Linked DNA regions of Mus musculus: region 2 is linked to region 1. The links are chromatin contacts, called in public HiChIP or PLAC-seq maps. All regions are on one chromosome and are shown on one strand. The core of a region is the stretch at or near the end of the contact, and the rest is flanking DNA. Distances in the headings are between cores, read along the strand shown. Region 1 holds the start of Uncx (UNC homeobox). Region 2 has its middle 41 kb from the start of Uncx.

Region 1 (5,161 bases), core at 680-3,179:
GGCAGTCTGGTTCCCTCTCTGCCAGCTCAGTGGGTCAGGGCACACACACACACACACACACACACACACACAGAGAGAGAGAGAGAGAGAGAGAGAGAGAGAGAGAGAGAGAGAGAGAGAGAGAGAGACATGGCACACACCATTCTGGCCTGTCCCATTTCTTCCTGCTTAGGCCTTACTTTTGCCAAAGCAAACTTGTCACTGTGCCCTGGGGTTGTGATGATCAGGCTTCCTTCTGGGGCAGGCGGTCAGAGTACTTTGCCTACAAATTTAGAGTCAGCAAAAAGCCATCTCTCCAGTGACAAACTTGCTTTTACAAAGGATACATCCCCATCCCCCATCCCCATCCCCCATCCCCCTCCCCCATCCCCCATCCCTATCCCTCATCCCCCATCCCCATCCTCCATCCCCATCCATCCTGGCTGCGTCCACCTCTGCTCACAGTCCGTGCTTGCGGCTTATTTAAGGATATGTCCCCTAATGATTTAGTTTTTGAGACTATCAATATTTTACAGTGGAGAAGGGAATGGCATCTCACTGCGAACATAATTTAATTATAATAGATGGGTTAGTGCCTCCAACCCATTCTTCAGAGCTGACTCAGAGGGAGATTTATTTATTTATTTATTTATTTATTTATTTATTTGAAGGGATGCGTGGGCCATTGGTCACTATCCTGAAGTTACCATTGTCCTTCCTCCTTCCATGCTCCCTCCTCCTCTGGGCTGGCATCCAGGACCCATATGTGTGGGAGTTAAGTGGGGTTAGGGTGCCCCAGCTGCCACCACCCTGTCTATATTGATGGGGTAACTGCCAATCAAGGAGGAGGGCGTCGGGTTAGACTCCTTATAGGTGGGGGCCGCATTTGGCTGGATCACTGTTTGGAGGTTCTTCTCTCCCCCCCTTCCCCTCCTCTCCTCTCCCTTTCTCCCCTCCCCCTTTCATTCTGGTCTCTCCGTCCATCTAGTCCCACTTCCCTCCCTTTCTTCTCTTTTTCTGCCTTGTTCCCCTCCTTCCTCCCCTTCTCTCCACTCTCCGTTTTCATTCTCCCTTCTCTTTATCCTCCCCGCTTTCTCTTCTCCTCTTCTCGCTTCTCTCTGTCCTTCCATCGCTTCTGGTTCCACTCCTCTCTCCTTCCTTTCTCCCCCATTACTTCTTCTCCTTCCTCCTCCATTCTCCTCCCTTTCTTCTTCTCCCCTCCCCTCCATCCTTTCCTCCTCTCCATCCACTTCCTCTCCTTCCTCCCTTTCTCTTTCTGCACTCCTCCTCCCCCAAACCTTTCCTTTCTCCCCCTCCCTCCTGGGCTTGTTCTTCCTCCTCTTTCTTCCCCTTGGTCTTCCAGTTCGTCGGGACACTTCTCTCCCCTTCCTCTCCTCCTCTCTTCCTCCCCCTCCTCCTCCCTCCGCCGCTCGCGGCAGCCCGCAGCCCGGGAGAGGCCGCTGGTAGAGAAGCCCTTGTAGTTTTAAATTCAATGTGACAGTTTCGGAAAGAGCGGATGATGAATCTCCCATTATTGGATCAGTCTATTTGCCGCTCAATGTCTCTCTGTAATTGGAGCAACATCACTTTAAAGGTTCAGAGAGTACAGCATTTCTGGTGAAAAATCCCCACAACACGCCGGCGAATGTTTTAAAGGGAAATCTATTAGAAGGAGGCGAGGGGCGGGAGCGGCGGGGAGCAGGAGTGGGGGGCTCGCCGGGGGCCCCCGGCCGGCCGAGCGCGGCGGTGCCCCTCCCTCCCCACCCCGTCTTGTTGTGACAGCTCCTGATACTGTTTATGGAGGTGCGTGTCAGGTATAATTAGCAATCGATATGGAAAACGTTTCCTTGCACCCAGCACGCCTCTGACGTCAGAGCCGATTAGCGCTTCTTATTGGTCCCAAATTCCCCGGGCCGCGGCTAATTATCGAGAGCTTGATGTTGATAAAGTAAAGCGGCGGAGCGCGGGCCGAAGCATGTGTAGGGCTCCGGGCCCCTGTCCCCGCCGCCGTCCGCGCCCCCGCGCCCCGCCAGCCCCGCGCGCGAGATGATGGACGGTCGCCTCCTGGAGCACCCGCATGCCCAGTTCGGGGGCTCGCTGGGCGGCGTGGTGGGCTTCCCCTACCCGCTGGGCCACCACCACGTGTACGAGCTGGCCGGTCACCAGCTGCAGTCGGCCGCCGCCGCCGCTGCCGCGGCCTCGGTGCCCTTCTCCATCGACGGCCTGCTCAGCGGCTCGTGCGCTGCAGCCGCCGCCTCGGTGGTCAACCCCACGCCGCTGCTGCCGGCTGCCTGCGGGGTGGCCGGCGAAAGCCAGCCCTTCAAGCTTGCAGGTAGGCTGGAGGCGGGGACACGGGGAAACACAACGGGGGGCCTCGGGGTGGGGTGCACCAGGCCGTCGGAGAATAGCGACCCACTCCTCCGTGCACCCCGCACCCGAGGTGGGTGCAAGCGGGACAAGCATCTGCCAGGTGGCTGAGCCTTGCAGCGTCCTGTGCATGCCCGCAGACTCGGGGGATCCAGACAAGGAGAGCCCCGGCTGCAAACGGAGACGCACCCGCACCAACTTTACCGGCTGGCAGCTGGAGGAGCTGGAGAAGGCGTTCAATGAGAGCCACTACCCGGACGTGTTTATGCGCGAGGCGCTGGCGCTGCGCCTGGACCTGGTCGAGTCCCGAGTTCAGGTAAAGATTGGTGTCGCCCAAGGAGTCCGAGATCCCGCACTAGGCGTGCAGAGCGCGGTGAGGCAGGGCCACCTTTGTTCTAAGTGGCGGGGAGGTGGTTTCAGGCTCCGCGCTGCTGGCCATGGTGGGGATTATGAGGGTTGAACCCCTTCTCCCATCTGGAGGTGAGTAACTTGAGAGTGCCGAGGTGATTGGGGAGAGATCCTGGTGGCGCCCCAGTAGCCACTGCAGTGACTGCGTTCGATTCGGGGAAGCCGGGTGTAGGTTGGCTGCGGCCGCGGCGCACAGTCTGGAAAGGCTGCCGAGGCTCGAAAAGCCCTCCAGGAGGGGACAAAGTGGGCCCTGGCCTGGGCGCTCTTGACAGAGGCTTTCTCCCATCCTCGAAGCTGACAGATCTGTTGCTTTATTTCTGGCTTGTGAAATATTAAGATAGAAACATGCATTTATCCATCGTCTTACAAACAGCCGCTGGGGGGGTGCATTTGTGGGAGAGTAGGTGGAAACTTTCGCGGTTAACACATTGGAAAAGAGGGGGCTTAAAAAAAAGGGCATCTGAATTTAAGATTCTTCTCCATTAAATTCCTCCCTCCCCAACCTCTTCGTTATTCGATTTCATGAGGAGTCAGGAAGCAGTATTCATTAAAAAAAAAAAAAAAGCAGCGTTAATTTGGCGTAATAAAATTCCAGAATTAATGTCTGCATAATAGATGCTTTCCTAGAATACAGAAACCTTGGGGTCTGTGTTATTAGTGGGTGCCTGGGGTGGAGGCAGACGCTGGCAAAATACCAGTTTAGCGCCATAGCTTTGCCTGAAATATTTGGGTCCTGGGCTTTGGCCTGCTCTCATCTGTTTAAAAATCCCTCTCTCCAAATTGTTCTGTGGCTTAAGTGAAGTCCGAATCTTTTTTATATCCCCTCTAATATGATAGAAATTTCTGATGAGGAAGTAATCTGGAAATTGCACCCCTCCAAAAAAAAAAAAAGTTTTGAAAAAGAAAAGAGAAAGCTTCCCAGGGTGTTGGCTTAGTCTCAGAGACTTTTGCACAAACCAGGCTCCCTTGGAGCAGGTCTGCTGTGCAATCCTGCTAACTTTATACGGGCCACAACAAAGCCTTTACATTGCTACATTCTGCAAGGCATGGTAGCCTTGCCCAGGTCCTTGGCCCAGGGAGCGGTGGTGGTCTTGGGAGCTGCTGTGATCTTTAAATTCTTCTTGGCTGTCCCAGACAAGACCTGCTGAGAGCAGGAAGGACTACAGAACATCCCTGCTCTCAAGGGGGGGGGGGGGGCTGGTGGTCAGCTTTGGGCCTGCTTGCCCACCTTGTGGCACCCCCCATCCCCCCAGGTCAGGCTAGGCTGGACTGCTTTGGAAAAGCTTTGTGGTCCCTGGTCCTAGGTCCTGCATAACGAATGATGTGCGTAGCTGTGCTGGGAGAGCTGGGCTAATGAAGGTCCATCCAAGTTCGGCTTCACAGGCCCTTCTTGAGGAAGAAGTAACCAGATTTCCCTTCAAGGGAGACCCTGCAATGTGGGCCTTGAGCATCTCTTGGCCCCCCCCCCCCCAACACAGGGGCTGCCGGTTCAGCACAGCCTTTCCTGATCACCAGGCCAGGCCCCTTAGAACTGAGAGACCACGGCGAGGGCAAACTGGGGCCTGCTTCTGCCCCCTACCCCCAACCAGGAACTCTGGACAGCGCTGGGTCACAGGCGACACGGGGCTTGCCTGAGGAAGGGGCAGCTCCCTGGGGCCGGAGGTGAGAATTGAGAGCGGGGAAACTGGCCAAGAGGCCCATCTATGCTCCTTCCGGGCGGATGAGATGCTGGCCAGAAGCTGCAACCCGAGTATCAGCATCCAAGGGCTGGTGGAGAGCTAGCCCTGGATCCGGCTGCTCCCGCTGGAGCCGAGGTTGTTCAGACCTGTCTGGGGCGCGCTTGGGAGGCCCGCGGCCCCCGCGGAAGGCTAGCCAGCCTGATTGTGCCTTCCCCCATCCCCCCTTTGTCCGGCTGTTCTAGGTCTGGTTCCAAAATCGCCGGGCCAAATGGAGAAAGAAGGAGAACACCAAAAAGGGCCCTGGCCGGCCGGCCCACAACTCGCACCCGACCACGTGCAGCGGGGAGCCCATGGACCCAGAGGAGATCGCTCGCAAGGAACTGGAGAAGATGGAGAAGAAGAAACGCAAACACGAGAAGAAACTGCTCAAGAGTCAGAGCCGCCACCTGCACTCGCCCGGTGGCCTGTCCCTGCACAGCGCGCCCAGCTCCGACAGCGACAGCGGTGGCGGAGGCCTGTCTCCAGAGCCACCCGAGCCGCCACCGCCGACCGCCGCGGCCAAGGGTCCTGGAGCGCACGGCTCTGGCATCGCGGGTTCCGCTCCGGTACCTCCTGGCGAGCCACCCGCGCCTGGCACCTGCGATCCCGCCTTCTACCCGAGCCAAAGAAGCGGCGCCGGCTCGCAGCCACGGCTAGGTCGCCCGGCGGACAAGGACACGGTCCCTTGC
Region 2 (5,161 bases), core at 1,751-4,250, 42 kb after region 1:
TTTTTGTCTACAAGCCTCATCACTACAAGCCCCTTCCAATACTGCCAGCATAGGTGTCAAGGCCAGCACAGGTCATCATGTGATGTCCTAGCCAAGGCCATGACCAGTCTCCTTGTTGGGCCTCATCTTTGAGTCCATCCTACTAGACATTTCGGGACTCGTTCTCCATCTTACTCTGGTGGGCGGAGTGGGAGCTGAGGCAGTGAGTTCCTGACGTTGAGAGTGGACAGAGACTCTCAGGAAGCGATGTGGATGCCTTGCTGAGCCTCTGCTAGGTGTTCACAAGGGGTTTCTCAGCTCTCCCCACAGGGACAGGCACTTGGGCTGCCCCTGGGTGCAGATGAAAAAAAATTGAGGAACAGAGATCTGTCATCTGCTTTTGCCTAGGAACAGGGGCAGAGGATGGGTGGTGTGGGCCTGCCAGGGAGGGTACAGGTTTGTATATCTTAACTTTGTTACCTTTGAGTATGTCCTGGCATCTGGCTCTCTCTACGCATAGAATCACCCTTCACCCAGGAACAGGCTGGGTTCACTGAAGGACTCCAGACCCAGAAAGAGGCAGTACCCACAGCACAGGGCAGCTCCCTCTGTGTGCCCATCCCTAGATTGTCCATTTGTAAACCTACCCATAGATTTTCCTATGGATAACAGGTAACAAACCCAGATGCAGGCTTAGAAATGGGCACCCAAGCCCCTCTCTGATTATAAAAGCTCAGCTGATCTGGACATGGAAATGCACTCCTGTCATCCCAGCATTCTTGAGGCTGAGGCAGGAGGATCTCCAGCTCAAGGACAGCTTGAGTTAACTATGAAGATCCTGCCTTAACCTTCCTCACCAAAGAAGGAAATATCTGGAGAATACACAAGTGTCCCAAGGGCTGGCAAGATGGACCCGCTGCTGAAGGTGCTTGTGGTGTATGCCTGACAACCTGAGTTTGGTCCCAGGGACTCATGTGCTGACAAGAGAGAAGACACCGCAAGTTGTCCTCGGACCCCCACACATGTGCTAGGGCACCAGCATACTCCAACTCCCGCAATAAAGACACTTCCAGACAATCTGTGGTGGGGACAGACCCAGAATGTTCCAGATTGGAGGGAGGGAGTCTTGTCTGAGGTCCTGGGGTACATGGGATGGGGGATGATCCTTCCCTGGAAGCCCCAGTCTAGCACGCTAAAGCCCTCACTGGGTGTTGAGCCGAGCTTCTCTGCCATCAGGGCTCAGTCTCCTCCTCAGCGGCTCCCCAGAGCTCAGAGTGGTAAGAACATGCCAAAATAGAGCACACACTCACTAAATGATGCTGATTACCTTAATAGACCCTACTTTTAATTTTTAATATTCATTCATTCATCATTCATTCATTCATTCATTCATTCATTCATTCATTCATGTGGGCAAATGCAAGCCATAGCTTGTGCGTGGAAATCAGAGGACAACATATAGGAATTGATTCTCTCCTTCCACCATGTGGGTCCCAGAGATGAAACTCAGTTCTTCAGGCTTGGTGGCACTTTTGCCTCCCATTTCTCTTCACTTCCTCCTCCCTCTCTCTTCTCCTCCCTCTACCCACTGAGCCTTGTTGGTGACTCTGTAATGGTTATTTTGAAACATCCCCTAAGGTTCTGAGGCGCTTATCTGGGACTCTGTCACGAGGTCATGAGGCCATCTTCTGCTTGGGAAGACATATTCTACACCCCTGCCAGTCCTTGGAGATCTTGTCTTTACCACCACTCTGGGGACCTCAGCGTGCTTCTTATCATAGGCCCCTGAAGGACATGGCCACAGGTGGCTCGCAGTGTAATGGGCCACACACACACACACACACACACACACACACACACACACACACACACTCCAGCTCCTGGCCTGTGGAGAAGCCTCTAGTTTTCAGTGCACATAGCCACTGATGCCCCTACAGATGACCTAGTGTCTCTGAGTGGCTTTGGGGAGTTAGGACCAAGTCTTATACCACAACTCTCAATGTCTGCATCCCTTCCACTGCAGCCAGAGCTTACCCAGCGGGTCTCAGCCCCAGGGAGCCTAAACTCTGGAAGGAGCCCCAGTCACAGGGTATCTTGTTTCTTCACTGCTGCAGACTGGTCTTGTATTCTCATTAGAAGTGGTCAAGGGTATATGGGAGGTTTGGAGGAGGATTCTGAGGTCTGGTGGGAACTCTAGGCTCAGACAGAACCCAGCAAACTGCCCTCAGGAGGCTTGGGCTCTGGTCCTTGGCCCCTGTGAGTGTCCATAGCAACCATGATAAACAGGGAAGGTGCCCTTCCAGTGTGTATCGGATGCCTGCCTGGGAGCTTGGCCTCTGGCGTCCGCTTGAAAAACCCGGTCCCTTTAGCCCCAGACAATTCTCGGTCCACCTTGGAAATAGCCAGCTCCTGCGTAGGGTGGGAGGACAACCCAGCCCACATCGTTCACCCCAGCACCCCCTCACTAACCCAGCTCTGCCCTTTCCAGCCTCAACTGCCTTCCTCTAGGACTCTGGGATGGCCTGCCTCTGGTTTTCAGTCCATCCCTGCCCAGGCCTCCAGAAAAAGCACTCCGAGAGTGTCTCCCAAGTCTCCGAGCCTTTCCCAAGGGAGCAGGGAAGGCCCTGGAGTCCTATCTGACTGCCCATCGGGCTTCGGGAACTCTCCCTGGCTGTTCAGAGGAGCCATCTGCCGCCAGGACTGTGAGTCTCCCGGCAGAAGCTGCCGTGACAAGTCCTGGCTATGTCACTGCAGTTATCAACAGAACGCCACATCTGCCTACCCTGACACCAACAATGGTAGGCCATTTAGTCAGTCCCCCTCCCCTGGCCACGGACAACAGCTTCCCGTATTATATTTTCTTACTCAATTAGCACTATCGTCCTTCCGAAATGGAGGCCAATTTTCCCATAATGACATCATTGTTAGGGAAGTGGTGGCGGGGCTGGGCTGTCACCCGGTTGCTGGAGACAGGTCCGTCTCTCTCCACTAACCCTGACAGGGAAGGGACGGGGCTTGGGTGGGAAGGGAAGGGGCGGCCTATCCTCGGCCACCCCGTCACCTCCGACCACAGACATTGTTTCCGACAGTTCTCAGGAGCAGTGTGGCGGAAAATTGAGTCCAGATTCATTAGGGTTGCCAGTGTGCCGCTCAAGTCAGTTAAATTGATACATTTCCTAACGAAATTGAAGTGCTTTGTGCTGCCAGCGGAAAGCCGGGTGACCCGCCTCGGCCCGCTGAGCAGCCGAACGCGCTGACGGATCCATTAGGCGGCCCAGCCCCGGCCCTCTCCCTCCGTTCCCGGCCTCGGCGCTGTAAATCTCAGCCAATTTCAGCCCTAATCATCATTATAAACGCTTCCTCCCTTCCTCTCAACGCCCCTGCCCGCGCCTCCGCCTCCATCACACACACACAGTCCCTGGTGTCACCAAGCCTTGCAAGCTTGCAGGGTCAGCAGACCCGGTCTGGTGGGGGTACCAAGACCCCTACATCCACCAAACGACTCCCAATGGGAGAAGGGACTCGTTCCATAGGCAGTGGACCCATTCTGCAGATGGGGAAACTGAAGCAGGGGGAAGTGGGAAGGGGCACTGTGGGGACTGGGGATGCTTCTCCTTGGTAAGGTGCTTGTCTGGCATTCCTGAAGCCTGGGGGTTGGTTGAATCTCAGCAACAAATAAATTGGGTGTGGTGATGTGTGCCTGAAGTCCTAGCATCCCAGAGATGGAGACAGGAAGGTCAGATGTCCAACAACATCCTTAGCTACACAGTGAGTTTGAGGCCAACCCAAGCCATACAAGTTCCTGTATAACAAATAACAAAAACAAGAAAAAAATTAAAAACAACATAGCACATTTTTGTTTGTTGAGACAACTTTGTAGTTCTGGCTGCTTGAAACCCACTATGTAGATCAGGCTGGCTTCGAACTCTTGGGTATTCTCCTGCCTTTGTCTCCCAAGTGCTTGGATTAAAGGCGGCGGCCACTACCAGTCCCATTTTTTTTTTTTTAATGGAAGTACCTCGAGACTGTCTATACATGTCAGGTGGGCATCATTCAGAGAGAGGGATAGAACATTCTAGAATGCCCCTGTTTTCCTCCCCAAGTCAATGTACTCCAAGAGGGTAACTGTTGATATCCCAACTTTTATCACTTGTTATTCTTTTTTCATTCTTGAAACAGGGTCTCTTGGATAACCAAGCTGGCTTTGAACTCATGGCAATCCTCCTGCCTCGCCTTTCTGAGTACTGGGTTATAGTTGCACCAGCACACTGAGTTATTACTTTATTTTGTCGTTGCTTTTTTTTTTTTTTTTTTTTTGGCAAGGCTGAGGATGGACCCAGGGTCTCCTCATTACAGACACAAGATCTCCCTCTAAGCTCCACCCCGCAGCCCTGTCACTCATTGTTGGGCTCTGTATGCACAGAATCTAGTTCAGGTCTTCTTTGGTTTAGATTGCATGGCTGAATGTAGAATTTATGAGACTCCCATATTCTTTGTGGCAATGCAACCTGTCCATTTTCACTGCTGTATAGTACTCCATCATGTTCCTGTACTGAAGTCTGCCTAATCTCCTTCCTCCCTTGCAGCTTTCTGTCCGAGGTTGTGGTGAGTAAGTCTGTGGCTGACGGGTCTTCTGAGTCTTGGCAGTTATTTTTTCTCTCTGCTCTACCTCCTCAATCCCTCCATCTCTGTTCACAGAGCTTGCCTCCTTGCCCTTCCAATCCCTCCTCCCCTTGCCTTTCCTCTTTGCCTCCCTTCTTTCCTCCCCTCCTCGTCCTCCCGTTTCTCTTCGCTCCCTTCTCCCTCTCTCTTCTCCTCCCTCTTCTTCCTCTTTCTTGTCCACAAAATTGAACAGGAAATTCTATACTACCATGAAGATGGAGAGGCAGGAGGTGGGACTTCTGTAGGGGATTTACACCTTTTAGAAGTCCCTAGGACAGAGCCACACTATGGCATCAGGAGGCTCCAGAGAGTCATCCCACAGAGTGGCCACAGACCCCTGAGCTGTGGAAGGTGGCTGTAACTTACATGTAAAATACATACCAGTCACTACCAACTGCGTTGATATTTTTACATGGACTATATCTTTAAGTAATATTTTGTATCCACTATGATAAATTATTATTAAGCAAGATATTTGCATCAACCTCACCTACTTATTTGTACAGTTATTTATTGTATT

What was found. HiChIP or PLAC-seq counts read pairs in DNA pulled down with a chosen protein or histone mark.
Region 2: a contact with region 1 is called in an H3K4me3 HiChIP or PLAC-seq map of craniofacial prominence, with 2.1 times the contacts expected there. The contact joins the enhancer-like site here to the promoter of Uncx in region 1. A contact is called at or near these places in 3 of 39 promoter capture datasets (cranial neural crest, embryonic stem cells and trophoblast stem cells), 13 of 484 Hi-C or Micro-C datasets (the F1.1 cell line, the G1E-ER4 cell line, the HL-1 cell line and 8 more), 9 of 115 datasets of contacts at active chromatin or transcription factors (craniofacial prominence, differentiating embryonic stem cells, embryonic forebrain and 5 more) and 2 of 9 other capture datasets (adipose tissue and pancreatic islet).

The regions. Positions count from the first base shown.
Region 1 is chr5:139,541,969-139,547,129 of GRCm38.p6, forward strand. Uncx (UNC homeobox) reads left to right here and starts at 1,930. Exons shown (of 3, transcript NM_013702.3): 1 at 1,930-2,311; 2 at 2,487-2,662; 3 at 4,676-5,161. The coding sequence starts at 2,026.
Region 2 is chr5:139,582,436-139,587,596 of GRCm38.p6, forward strand. No RefSeq gene overlaps it. Among named protein-coding and RNA genes, the nearest start is that of Uncx, 41 kb to the left of the region's middle. Within about 2 kb of position 3,001, at least 33 of the 459 cell types and tissues checked have an H3K27ac peak or open chromatin away from gene starts, as enhancers often do. A contact at or near this core is called in the N1E-115 cell line, cerebellar granule neurons, embryonic forebrain and 2 more, where this site is marked.